Regions from separate parts of the Mus musculus genome. Here region 1 is linked to region 2. Evidence: chromatin contacts called from public HiChIP or PLAC-seq data. All regions are on one chromosome and are shown on one strand. Each heading gives the region's core, a stretch centred on a gene start, on an enhancer-like site or on the middle of the called end of the contact. The rest is flanking DNA. Distances are from core to core; before and after follow the strand shown. Region 1 has its middle 7.6 kb from the start of Gm22798. Region 2 has its middle 17 kb from the start of Gm30173.

The links. HiChIP or PLAC-seq counts read pairs in DNA pulled down with a chosen protein or histone mark.
Region 1: a contact with region 2 is called in a BATF HiChIP or PLAC-seq map of CD8 T cells, with 6 read pairs. The contact joins two enhancer-like sites. A contact is called at or near these places in 3 of 484 Hi-C or Micro-C datasets (cerebellum, conventional dendritic cells and nephron progenitors) and 1 of 115 datasets of contacts at active chromatin or transcription factors (CD8 T cells).

Annotation. Positions count from the first base shown.
Region 1 is chr3:52,727,042-52,733,633 of GRCm38.p6, reverse strand. No RefSeq gene overlaps it. Among named protein-coding and RNA genes, the nearest start is that of Gm22798, 7.6 kb to the right of the region's middle. Within about 2 kb of position 1,458, at least 9 of the 459 cell types and tissues checked have an H3K27ac peak or open chromatin away from gene starts, as enhancers often do. A contact at or near this core is called in CD8 T cells, where this site is marked.
Region 2 is chr3:52,496,784-52,503,283 of GRCm38.p6, reverse strand. No RefSeq gene overlaps it. Among named protein-coding and RNA genes, the nearest start is that of Gm30173, 17 kb to the left of the region's middle. Within about 2 kb of position 4,258, at least 34 of the 459 cell types and tissues checked have an H3K27ac peak or open chromatin away from gene starts, as enhancers often do. A contact at or near this core is called in CD8 T cells, where this site is marked.

The sequences.
Region 1 (6,592 bases), core at 209-2,708, 230 kb before region 2:
GATGTTTTATTGGATTGTAAATCTGGACCCCGGAAGTTTAAGTTATCATACCGGCTTCTCCTTTGCATCCCATGAGCATCTGCCTGCTGCATCAAAACATGACAGAAAGAATGGCACGTTGTGAAAGAGCAAGCATGCTAAATCAGGTCCCTCTGCCTCTTGTCATAAAGCCACAAATGCCATCATATCATGGGCATCCTCCCTTCTAATCTGGCCTAATTTCAATTACCTCCCGAAGCCCCACCTCCAGACAGCTTTAACATGTGAATTGAGGGATTGTCTTGTCAACACATTCAAACCATAGTACTTATGTCCTTTCATTCAGTAGTTTAACCAAGGGAGAACTAACAGACAGCACACATATAGAGTGCCCACAGCTCATAGGAAATGCCCCAAATGATGTAAGATATAAATAGTAGCTACCAGCATGAAAATCCTACAAGATTTGAGGCAGGAATCAAGTCAAGCCAAAGAGAACAATGAACACACCCTTGCAAGATATGATGAAACCAACTCATTTGTGGTTAAGTTTTCCATTTGATAAGCCTTATGATTAGCCAGGCAATGTTGTGAAATGATTATGGCCAGTGTACCAACCCACACAGAGAAGAAGAAAAAAAGCTCGTGATCAGCCACAGAAGATTGTCCTGTGGGCATATCCCTGTCGAGGAGAAGCCGAGGGACAGGACTCAGATAGGCAGAGTAGCTGGGTAAAGTGTTGGATGAAGTACACTCGGTGACACTAGTGAAAGTCCTGTGATGGGGAGAACATGATCAAGAGAAGTGGTCATTTTCTGGTTAATGTTATCTGTTTACAGAACAAAATCACAAGTGTCCCGGGTCATCCTTCATTTACAGGATCACTCTGTACTGTGTCGACCTGATTAAACGAGATTTCGCAGAGCTGTCCAGTGAACTCACGCTACAGAGTACTCACCAGCCTAGATGCTGGCCGCTCTAAGTGCTTTATAATTTTAGGTCATTTAAGCCTCTCAACAAGCCAGTGGTGTGACTCTTGCTGCCTCTTACACACATGAGGATGCGTCCTCGCATCCATGACCCCTAGTGCTGCAGACAGGCGTAATGATTTCAGACATTCTCCTCCTCATCCTCAACACAATCTCATGAAATGAGGCTCTACTACGGCCTCTTTTCCATGGACAAGGAAAGGAAACAGAGGCACTGGATGTAAGACTTGCTTGGGAAGGCAGGTTCAGGTGAAAGGCAAGCAGACACTCTGATCCATGGACTATGTATGCTCTTTAGCACTGACTGCAGGACTGCAACCCCCTCCAAGGGATGAGTGGCAGAAATGGGGTTATTTCCACAAGCCTCTCAATAGAAAGTCTGAGACATTAGCCTAAAACCCCATAGGGACTGTGTGGTGGTTTGAATATGCTTAGCCCAGGAAGTGGTACTATGAGGAGGTATGGCCATGTAGGAGTGGGTGTGGCTTTGTTGGAGTAGGTGTGGCCTTGCTAGAGTAGGTGTGGCCTTGCTGAAGGAAATGTGTCACTGTGAGCATAGGCTTTATCCTAGCTGCCTGGAAGCCAGTCTTCTCCTAGTGGCCTTTAGATGAAATTGTAGAACTCTCAGCTCCTCTTGTACCATGCCTGGCTGGACAGTGCCATGCTCCTGCCTTGATGACACTGAACCTCTGAAACCATAAGCCAGCCCCAATTACATATTGTCCTTATGAGAGTTGCCTTGGTCATGGTGTCTCTCCACAGCAGTAAAACCCTAAGACAGGGTGTCCTGCTCACTAAATGCTCTCTGGCTCCCTGGAGGCTCAGAGGTCATCTCAGCTCTGTCTTTCTAGTGCCACTTTCTGTCTTAGGCAGTAGCAGCAGTTTATGGGCTGGCTTTCAGATTTCCACATTGCACAGAAGCAGGACGTGCTTCTGCTATAAAGGGACCGGAGAGGCCATAATCCTTCCTTGGCCAATGCTGGTTAAATAATCCCCCTCCCCCTGCTTGCCTGGCAGGTTCTCTCTGTGCTAACCAGTGGTTTTACTGTTCTACCGTGGACTCATGTCAACCTGTCTGCCCACTTGTTTTAGATTAGTAATTGGAATTGATTATGCAACCTCACAGACAAGCAGTCTCCATCCACCTTTCAAAATGTGGGTGAGAGCAAATGAAGGTGGGGGGCTGGGGCCACCCCTTTCTCTGCAGGCCACCTGGGGAAGGGCATGTGAAGGAGCTGAAGCAGAAAGTCCAAAGTCATGGTCCTCCATGCCGAAGGGAAACAGCACCATTCCTTCATGATAACTAAATGGTTTTCATTTGACACAAGGACCTCCAGAGGCTGGTATAGCACAGAGAGCTGGCAGAGGAGGAGGAATATGACACTTTCAGATTATGCTATGCAAATTAGTTTGGTCAAGGAAAGAAGTGGGAGAGTCAAGTTCAGGGTGTGAAATGTGACCTGGGGCTTTGTTTCCTAGGCAATGCTGGAGCTCCATCAGGATTGGTGTGTGGCCAGAGTAACAGGTTTATGGGATGGCAGCATCCTCTGCAATGTGGGACTGTGGGCCAGTGGGATCCCTGTCCTCCTGGAGAGGACCATCTCCAGGAGACTGTGAAAATACTGCTGTTAGTATGTACATCACTGGATGTCTAACACACAGTAGGCCCTCAGTGGGGGCCCAGGGTCCCTGTTAACCTTGATTTAAGTCACAGAAACATCTGAGCACAGGCGATTGTAGAAAAAGTATTTCCAGAAGGCTCTGAGGACCCTCGCAGCCTAACTCATTTGATCTGAGGATTTTGCACAGAGTGGTTCACACGGCTTGTTTTGCTAAGGTACACTTACTATTCACCTGGACAGACAGGAGGTGACTACTGACAATCCACAAAACTATACTTCACCTTCTAAAAGAATCTTTAAAGTTTTGTCTATTTATTTATTCACAGGGTGGACACCCATGCAGTGGCATGCATATGGAGGTCAGAAGACAACTTGCAGGGTCAGGTCGATCCTTCTGCCCCGTGGGTAGGAGAGACTAAACTCAGATCATGCTGGCTCAGCCTTTCCCTGCTGAGCCATCTCGACAGCTCCAGAGTTACCATTTGTAAATGCTGAAATGTTTTATGATAGATTATTTTATGCTTGGTATACATTCTCCTCTTTCTAATTTTTTTTCCAAATGTGGAAAAGGGCAAATAGGATCAAGTGGAAAGAACAAACAGCCAAGACCACTTAATGAGAACTTAGAGTCGGTTCCCATAAGGATATTTATTAACTCTCCCATTCCTCCTTCTCAGAGGCCACATGATCACATCCACCAGCTGCCAATATAGAAAAAGTGGTTCTGATGACGTGACATACATTATCCTCGGGACTGCCTGTCAGGGGCCCCGGCAAACCATAGATCTTTCCTTCCTGCAGAGGTGCCAACGCACAAAGCCTGGAAGGAAATGGAGCTACTTGGAGCCAGGAAAAGGAACCTCCAAGGCTGATCTCAGGGACTTTAGGGCCTTGCTGAGGAACTGGTTTGTGCCCACTGTTGAAGCAGGCTCTGTGCAGAGGTGCAGCCAAGGGTGAACTGGTGGCAGCACCTGCTCTAGGTAGCTCTGTGCCCTCTGATTCCTCAGCCAGTAGCCATCCATGCTCTGCACAGACCTCACAAGAGAGGGTGGCATGTCTGTGAACCCCTACTGCAAACTCTGAAATCCAAAGCCTTCTGAGCTCTGACATGACACTACAAGTGGAAAGTTCCACACCTGACCTCTCGTGACAGGCTGTAGTCAAAACAAAAGGGTACTGAAAACATTGTACAAAGGGACCCTGAGACCGGGCAACTGTGTACATGAAACATTAAACAAAGTTCAGGATTCCACTTGATCTTACCTCCCTCCCCAAGATGTCTCATTACGGATATGCAAGTTTGCTAAAATTAAAAACTTGAAATTCAAACAAACCATTTCTGTTCCCAAGTATTTCTGACAAGCCAAATGTAGAATGACTTCTAAGAAAACTCACGTATTTACTATGGGAAAGCCATAAGACCAAGAAGCAAGATGGCAGTAGAGAGATAACTTTTAGCCAGTTCGTTGTTCTAGTGTTTCTGACACTGGTGGACAGGGTGGGGTCACTGTCAAGCAAGAGATGAAGCAGGAGGTTCAGTTCAGGGTGCAAGACAGGGTACTGGGAACTGGAGAAGCAGAGATACCAGGGCCAGAAGGCAAGGTAAGGAAGAGGAATGTTCTTGATACTCCACGTGACACTGCCCCAGTCTTCATGACAGATGCACAAGGTACCATTGTCTTCGTTGAGCACAAGATAAACAGGCTCCGCAAGATTAAGGAACTCAACCCGCATCACACAGCTCACAACTGACAATCAGGACTCGAATCCAAGTCCGCCTGATATGAAACCACCCTGAACTGCATATCAGAGGCTGAGAGAAGCAAGAGGTGTCCCTGTCTCCATGACGACAGACTCTCCAACTCAGCAAGAGTTGTTTCCCCATTCTGGCTCAGTGCTCTTCCTGCTCAGTGTCTGCAAAGGGGAGAGGTCGGGGGCCAGGCTGTCGCTGTTGTTATCATCTTTCCTCTACAGTTCTGTTTTCGAACGTTAACCTTGACATGTCACAGTCCCTGGTCTCTCCACAAGGCCATGCTAGAGCTGGCTCTTGCTGGTCAAGAGGGGCCTGGCCTCTCTGAGCTCTGCAGGAAGGCCCCTGTCTTATACCCTTCCTCTTGTCTTTTTTTCCCCTTCCTCATGACGCAGTGGGGGCTATTCCTGCCTGATCTGCTTGCTGAGCCTGTGTCTCCTCCCTCCTCCCTTTGTATATGCTTTCCACAAACTCTATTGGGTATCTGCTCTAGGGTCTTACAGATAACGGTGTGATGGAGATGGGAACGGATAACCCAAGGAAGCAGCCCCTGGACCATGGCATGTATGTGGGACCATGTATGTGGGATGAGGGGTTGTTGGGCATGGGTTGGGTGAATAGTTCACTGTCCTCTCTCAGAGGACACAGATCAGGTGACTCAAAATCCAGGCAAGGCAAGAGCAAAGAGCAGTGTCCCTATCTTAGAACTCTGGGTTGGGGGTGGGGAAGTAAGAGCTACAGGGAAACCTGGTAGGTGAAGGAGAAAGGTAGGGGCAGAGAGGGGACGGGACGCAGGTGAATTAGAGGTAGATCAGGAGACAGGAACACCACGTGATGTCATGTTTCTCACTGTGACAGCCATAGCAGCAGCGTAGGAAGCTCCAACCTCAACAGAACACAGTGGCTTCTCAGATTCTTCCTGGATTTAGAACAAAGGGTGATGCGTCATTGAGACCCTAGTTTGCTTATGATGGAGCTTGGCCATGCGAGAAAAACCAGCCATGTAAGCAGAGGGCTGGGGCTCAGAGTGGCCTGGTCATGGCTGCAGCCTAACCTTATGTATGCCTAGTGATCCGATCAATCACATCTGCAGAATGAAATCCCAACACAAGCTGCACATTGGTTGGAGAGATGGCTCAGTGGGTAAGGTGCTTGCTGTGTAAGTGCAAAGAGTGGAGTGTGGATCACCGGAACTCTTGGGACAGAAGGAGCTGGAAGGAGAAGGACAACTTCCTACAATCCCAGTGTTCAGGAAGCGGGGAGAGAGAGAGGCAAAGGCTGGACAGATAGACCACCTCATTGCTGAGCTCTGGGTTAAAGCGAGAGACAAGGAATGAGAAATTTCTTGGTAGACAGATAGGGGAAGGGTTGGGCAATAAAGTGGGTGGGTGGGGGGTACTCCCAAGATGGCTGCCTTCTTCCCTGATCTGGACTGAGGCAGTTTAAAACAAAGGGCTTGCAGGCTTTTTTCACCCACCAAGAGTCTCCCTGCTGATACCCTGACTCAGCAAGTTGGAGGCCAGATCAGGACATGCTACACAACTATTATGGGCCAATAAACCCTCCTATTTTCTTCAAACTGACCGACCCTACATTAGCGAGGAAAAGTGTTCAGAGACTTAAAAACTCCCTCCCCTGAGAGGAGACTGGATTTTTCAGCTTCTGGAATTCCAGGTGCCCCACCCCCTATCAGCTTTACAGGAGGTCCTTTTCTCTGTGTGTGCCTGCTTGCTCTCTCTCCCTCTCTCTCTCTCTCTCTCTCTCTCTCTCTCTCTCTCTCTCTCTCTCTGTGTGTGTGTGTGTGTGTGTGTGTGTGCGTGTGTGTGTGTGTGTTTCCTCACCCCCAATAAATACCTTTCTTCAACTGCTCATTCTATCTATGGTGTTTGAGATTTCTCCGCTGTTTCCTGTTGTCCTCAAGACTCCCTTGCCTTTTGATTCATTAACTGGCAGAGATATTCAACACTACCAACCTCTAGATTGTATCACAAATGAGACCCTGCCTCAGTGGGTAAGGTAAGAAATTCATTGAGGAAGACACAAAATATCAACCTGTGCCTCTACATGCATGCTCGCCCACACACATGTAAACATACACATGCAAACACACACATACAGGCTAAGGAAAATGATTTCTATATTCCAAAGGTTGGGCAGGATTTCTAGTTGATGGACACTTCACTGTACTGGAAGAGCGACACAAATGGTTCTGCGGGGAAAGGTCACTGCCTGTCTGGGACTCTCCCAGACCT
Region 2 (6,500 bases), core at 3,009-5,508:
GGGCTGGTTCTCCATGAGCTTAAATATGCCCATATCCCTCCTTGTTCCCCACCTCCATTTGTAAATGTATGGGTGGCACCTTCTTCCTTGTAGCAGTAAGTTGCCAGTCTGTGCCCAGTGGCTTGCACTGGACAGATGTCACTATTTAATTTGTACACAAGAGGCAATCACCTTGCCCCTGTGTTTATGCTCAAAATGGAGCCAAATGTCCCTTTGCAAAGTAGGGTCGGCATGGGCAAAGCTCCTCCTGAGAGCTACTGTTTCACACAGTACGGACTCACTTAGGGCAGGGCAGCAGCTCCGACGTATAGTGGTGCTTCAGAGTGGACAAGACGTCATCTCCACACGAATCGTCAGCCAACACGGGGTCACTTGGATTTGCAAGAATTAGAACCGGACAGAGCACACTATAGCCAATGGATAAGGAGGAGGAAGAGGAAGAAAATGAGGAAGAAAGGAAGCCACTGGGGATGTGATCCTTGGATTAGTGACAAACTATTAACACACTTCAACTGATCTCTGCAAGCTCTGGAACGGAGCTCTACCAAAAGTATGTTAGTTCTAACAGCATGAAGTTGCTGTTCCAGGAATGTGTTTTTAAAAAGCCTTTCCTGGAAAACGGTACTTTCTTACAATAAATAAATATGAAGCTTTGTGAAGGTGTTGCTTGGAGGCTCCAGGTCGGGCTTGCTGTGTAGGTCACAGGTCAGAGCAGGCAGGGGAGGGGAGCATAAGGCAGATCTTTGCTCTTTTCCAGATGTCTTTCCTCCCTTGAATGGGAACGTGACAGTCCCTGTCCCGGGCCCTGCTGCTGTCAATGAGGGCACATACAAAGTGCTTTGCACTCTCTAAGGGAATCGTGCTTTTTGACACCATTTCCTTATCATGTGTCATGTTTAAGCCCGTGCTTTCGCAATCAGGCAGCAATGCCAAGGGTCATCTGTGACTGATTAGCCGGGTTTACTAGAGGCCATCTCTCATCCTTCTCTCTGTCCTGGCTGACTAACATCCAAAGGAAAACTGAGAAACAGACAGAAAGAAAAAATAGAACCCCACCCCATCCCACCCCCACCCTACCCCCATTCCACCCTTATGCTACCCCACCCCCTCACCCCCACTCCACCCTTACCCTACCCCACCCCACCTCCACCGCCCCATCCCCACCCCTGCCCTATCCCTACTTCACCCTTACCCTACCCCACTTCCTTACCCCCTACCCCACCCCCAAGGCTCTCCCATCCACCCAGCATCATGCTAGGTACTGTGGCCATCATTTATATATCACCCCACAAGAAAAGATTTCTCATCAGCATGCCCAGAACAAGTGGGCTCAGAAAGGCAAAGTGACTTTTGCAACCAAGATGTCAAGCAAGGGTCTCCTGGGTTGTACTTCCTCTTTAACGATGCCCTTGTCCCTGTGTGACTTTTGGAACAATCTGCCAAGCTGGCTGGCGCTGCCGTTTGGGAACTGATGGTGAATGAACGTGTTGTCATACCTAGTACAGGCTTGCTCAACGGTGCAAAGGGTGGCCGTTGCTGCTCAGATTCAAATCTCATTTAAACAAAAGTCCTGAACGGAATTCCGTCTGGTGTAGCCACAGGTTTGCCTGAATCATCTTTGCTTAGTTCTGACCTCCAGTCCCTCAATTGGCAGTGAATTTCTCAGACTTTGTCTTCTGTGGATGGGTGGGTGGTGTGAGACAGCGGAAGAAGCCAAAGGATCATGGGAAATTGTCCTGACACATCTTCTCCTTCCCTATCTCGTTTTGTTAGGTTTTTGTTTGGGGTTCTGTGTATTTGTTTGTTTTTAATTCTCCAAACTTGACTATTTCTTCCTGACCCAGAACCTTCTACAAGCTGCAAGGAACCTGACTAAAGCTCAGAGCATTCTCTGTTGGCATCCAAGATCTTTGCCTTAGACGTGTTCCTTAACCTCGTGGCCTCTCACATTCTTCTAAAGTGTGCAGCTCAGTACCTGAACATATAAACAGTGACTCTGTGCCTTGTTTCCCTCCTCAGAAGCCTCAAACCGCATTGACCCCTCAAACTACAACCTTTAAGTATATACGCCTGTTAGGCCCCTTCCCAGTTAAAATCTCTGAAGTTTGCATTACAATGAACAGATATAAAACAACAAGCAAAGACAGAAAGGTTTGAAACAGATGAGAAAAGACCAGCTCATGAGAAGATGCTAAGAGGCCTGGAGACATGGCTCCACTGCTGAGAGAACTGTTTGCTCTTGCAAGGAGGGATCTGGGTTTGGTTTTCAGCATCCTAAGAGTGATTCACAATCATTTATCATTCCAAAGGGATCTAAGGCCTTCTTCTGCCCCTCACTGCACCTGGCACACATGTGATACCCATACATGCAGGTCAAACATCATATACAATGTGTGTGTGTGTATGTGTGTGTGTGTGTATTTGAGACTCTGTGTAGCCCTTGCTGTATAGCACTGAATGATCAGTGTTTATATAGATCAGGCTGGCCTCGAACTCACAAAGTTGTCACTGCCTTTGCCTGCTGAGTTCTTGGATTAGAGTTATGCACCACCACACCTGGCTAGAGTAAATAAATCTTTTTTTTAAAAAAAAACTGCTTTAAGGTAAAAAGTTTGATACTTCCCTGCTGTGTTCAGAGCACAGTACTGGGTGAAGGATGGAAAAGACATGAGGTCAGGTGCTTGCTATGTGTCTAAGAGTAAAGGCTGCCAAAAACTTAGTAATCAAGATGAGTACTATTTTAGTACAATATTCCTTTAAAATCACAACTAAAGTAAAAAGTCACAATGAATATAACACCAGTAATATATATGAAGACAGGATTAATGTGAGTAAGACTCTCCCCTTTGCCTTGGCTCTCCTGTGGCTCAGCACACAGCACTCATCGACCGTGTTGAGTTTTCATTTGGGGGCCTCTTTGTGCTTGGTTACAGGCTCATTTCTCTCTAGCCCATTCCTGAGTTAGAAAGGGGGGGGGGCGCTGTGTCTGTGAACTCAGACTTCCCCTAGCATACACCTCCCCTCCAGAGCTGCAGGAACTCTCGTCTGCCATCTTGTGTACAGTCACTTCCTCCAGTATGCTGTCCTCTACCCTGAACCCCCATGGCCTCATCTGAGCTGAGCGGTAGGGGTGTAACACAGTGTGGCTCTTGGGGGAGCCCAGGGGTATGAAGGGAGCTTAGGATTTCAACGTGTTCACCCCACAGGAAGCTCCTCCACCATGATTACCAAAGCAGACCAGGATACTGCAAGGAGCTGAAAACCATGGACGCTGGGCTCCAGTGCCCAGGTGACAAGAAAAAAGAACCCAGAGACTCTGGCTGTGCCTGAGTAAATGGTGCCCTTGGCTTTCCTGGTCAGAGTGGCCAACGGCTACTGAGATTCTCCTCAGCCCACACATGGACAGGAGAATCCTGGCTGTAGAACCTAGAAGCCTTGAGGTCTTGGAAACTTTACACAATCACTTTAAGCCTCTTTCTCTACTATACAGTGGATCTACTAATCCTACCTGCCCCAAAGGGCCCTAGGGGATGAGAGTTACTGCCAGGTATGACACACTGTGTAGGGATTTGTTAATCTCTTTAACACAGGATCTCAACATGTGGCCCAGGTTAGCCTCCAACTGGAAGCCATAGGCATCTCAGAAGGGCAGTCTTCAAATGAAGTGAGGCTGGCATAAACAGCAGGCCTGCCAGGCCAGGATGGGTCAGAGGGTCAGGCCAGGATGGGTTGGATGGCCAGGCCAGAACAGGTTGAACAGTGTCACACCAACTGCAGGATTTGGTGTCAGATCCCCATCCCTGGGCACCTTCCATCTGGGCAGTTAGTAACAGCAAAGTCTAATTCCTGTAATTAGACCAGAGAGAGGTCTGCTGCTCTCAGGAGACCCAGGACCAAAGCTGGATGTGCAGAGATGCCGTGGTGTGAGTGTAGAAAGCAGGGGACAACTGTTGAGAGTTGTTTCTCTCTTTCCAACATGTAAGTCAGGTTATCAGGCTTGGAGGCAGGCCTCCTCAAACACTGAGTTGTCTCTCTGGCCTTGCTTCTTAAAGATTTTCAAAAACATTTTGTTGTTATTGCACAACAGTTTTACATGCAGCAGGTTCTATAGCACCCTAGGCCCCATCTTACCCATCTCAGGGGTTGAAACTGAAGGTCCCCGTGCATTTCTAAATGTCCGTGGTGGGTATCACGCTCACTAAGAACCCAACCCATTAAGCAATGCCACAGGAAGTGGGCGGCTGTTGATGTCACCTGTGATTACACACTTGGGCCTGACCTCTTCAAACCACAGTGGAGACACCAGACCACAGCCGAGGTAGCTGTCATCTTATGCATCATCATGATCAGGGCTCTTGGTTTCTTTAGGCCTCAGTTTACCCTCAGTGAAACAAGAGTGGTAATCCTCACGTATTCCACGAGGCTTTTGTGGGAACCGAATGAGGTACTGCAGAGAGGGTGATGGGTAACTGCACGCGTCATTCCTCATACTGCTCCCTGTGTGGTGCCGAGACACTTATTTCAGCCTTTAGAAAGACTTACCATGGAAACAAAATAAGAAAAGCAGAAAGCCCTGTCATAATGCTTCCCCTGAAACACTGCTTCTATTCACATCCCTGTACATGCAGCCTCGTGGTGACGGTGTTTGTACTCTGTTCACACTGAAACGCCTACTTGGATTTTCTTAGTTGTCAAGGTGACTGGCCAGCTTCAGCCTGTAGAGGAGGTTCAACCAGGAGTCTCGTAACTGAGGGGGGGAAAAAATCACTTAATGGACCCCACATGCTTTTCCTCTTATGCAAACAGTGCTCAAAACTGAAAGTATGTCATGCATTACATTATGAATAGTCACCTCGCCCAACACCATACCTGTGCCAGGTCCAGATGTTACCACCCTGACAATTCTACGTTCTTTTCAACGTTCTGATAGATTGGGACTGGGATGGTTAGTCTTGATTTTCAACTTGATAAGATTTGTAGTTACCTAAGAAACACAGTTCTGAGTGTGCCTTTAAGGGAACCTCTTGAGACATTTGACTGAGAATGGAGATCTACCTCGGTTGGGCAATGAGATCCTGAACTGAATTATAAAGGAAAAGGAAGGCAGTCCTGAGTGTCGGTTGACACTCGTCTTCCTCTGCTTTGTGCCCAGGGACACAGTGTGAGCAACCGCCTCATATTCCTGCTGCCATGGTTCCCCACCATGATAGGCCGTATCCCCTAAAACTGTGAAGCCCGTCCTTCCTGGAGCTGCACTGTCAGAGATTTTAGCTTAGGCCTGAGAAATGACGCAGTTACAAGGACCCAGTTAATAAAGAAAGATTGTGATTCGTGTGGAAGAGAAGAGTCAAGATGCTACCGTTTGGCCCTCTTTGCCTCCTAGGTCACTTGAGTCCACGAAAGAGGGGGTGGGAACTATATTTTTCAGGGTAAATGAAGTAGAAACCCATTCCAACCTCACTGCAGAGCAGAGGCGATGTTTCCAGAAGGCCTGGGTCTTTGTGAGTGGTTGGAAGGGATTTCTTTCTTTCTTTCTCTTTTCTCCAGTCCTCATTCCTATGGACACACTAACCTGAAACCAGTCTTCCTAATGTTCCAGGAGGAGGCAACCGTGTAAGCATTTGACAAAATATAACCCCACTAACCCTCACAGCCCAACTCCTACCTTGGCAATGTATCTAGTTTGGGCTAAATAAAATGTATGGTTCAAAGAAAAAAACCGCACAAAATGGTATTGCCAGGTATTTATATCAGTGGCAATATATCAGATATATCTTCAAGTTCAAGATTCCATTTCTCTATACATACACTCAGACGGACCGGAGATGGAAAGGGTGCTGAGCTGAGCTTTCTTTCTACTTCAGAAAGAAAAATCATAGATAGATAGATAGATAGATAGATAGATAGATAGATAGATAGATAGATAGATAATTTTTAAAAAAAAGAACTAAAACTCACTCTCAAGATCATCAGACTCAAATGAAGAAAACAGCAAAAACCAAAAGGAAAGCCCAGTGCAGCTTCCCCCTCACACACTGAAGGCTCGGGAAAGGCAGATACTTAACAGGATGGCTGAGCCTCCCTAGGGCAGTCAGGATCTTGCCATTTCACTCTCTGACCTGAGGGCCTCCCACAGCTGCCTTTATCCTGCTTCACGTACCTAAGTCCTTTGCCACAGGAAAATGAGACCAAAGGCCACAAGCAAACTGCCGATAGTGGCTGCAGGAGAAAGGGAACCTGTTAGGTGTTTCTCCATGACCTTCCAGAAGCAGAGGCTCTGCCGATGAAGGCCTGTTAGGTAAGCAAGAGAGTGGAGCACATCTCCCCATGGCTGAGCTGGCGTGGCTTGTGGTGGCCACTCCACTCTCAAACTAAAGATGGAGTTTCGAGAGCCACGGGACCAGTCGACAAGCACAGGACCCCCCAAGTCAGTTAGACCAACTTTGCCGCTTGCTCTCTGTGCAACATAGAGCCATCAATCTTTCTGGTTTTCAGATATG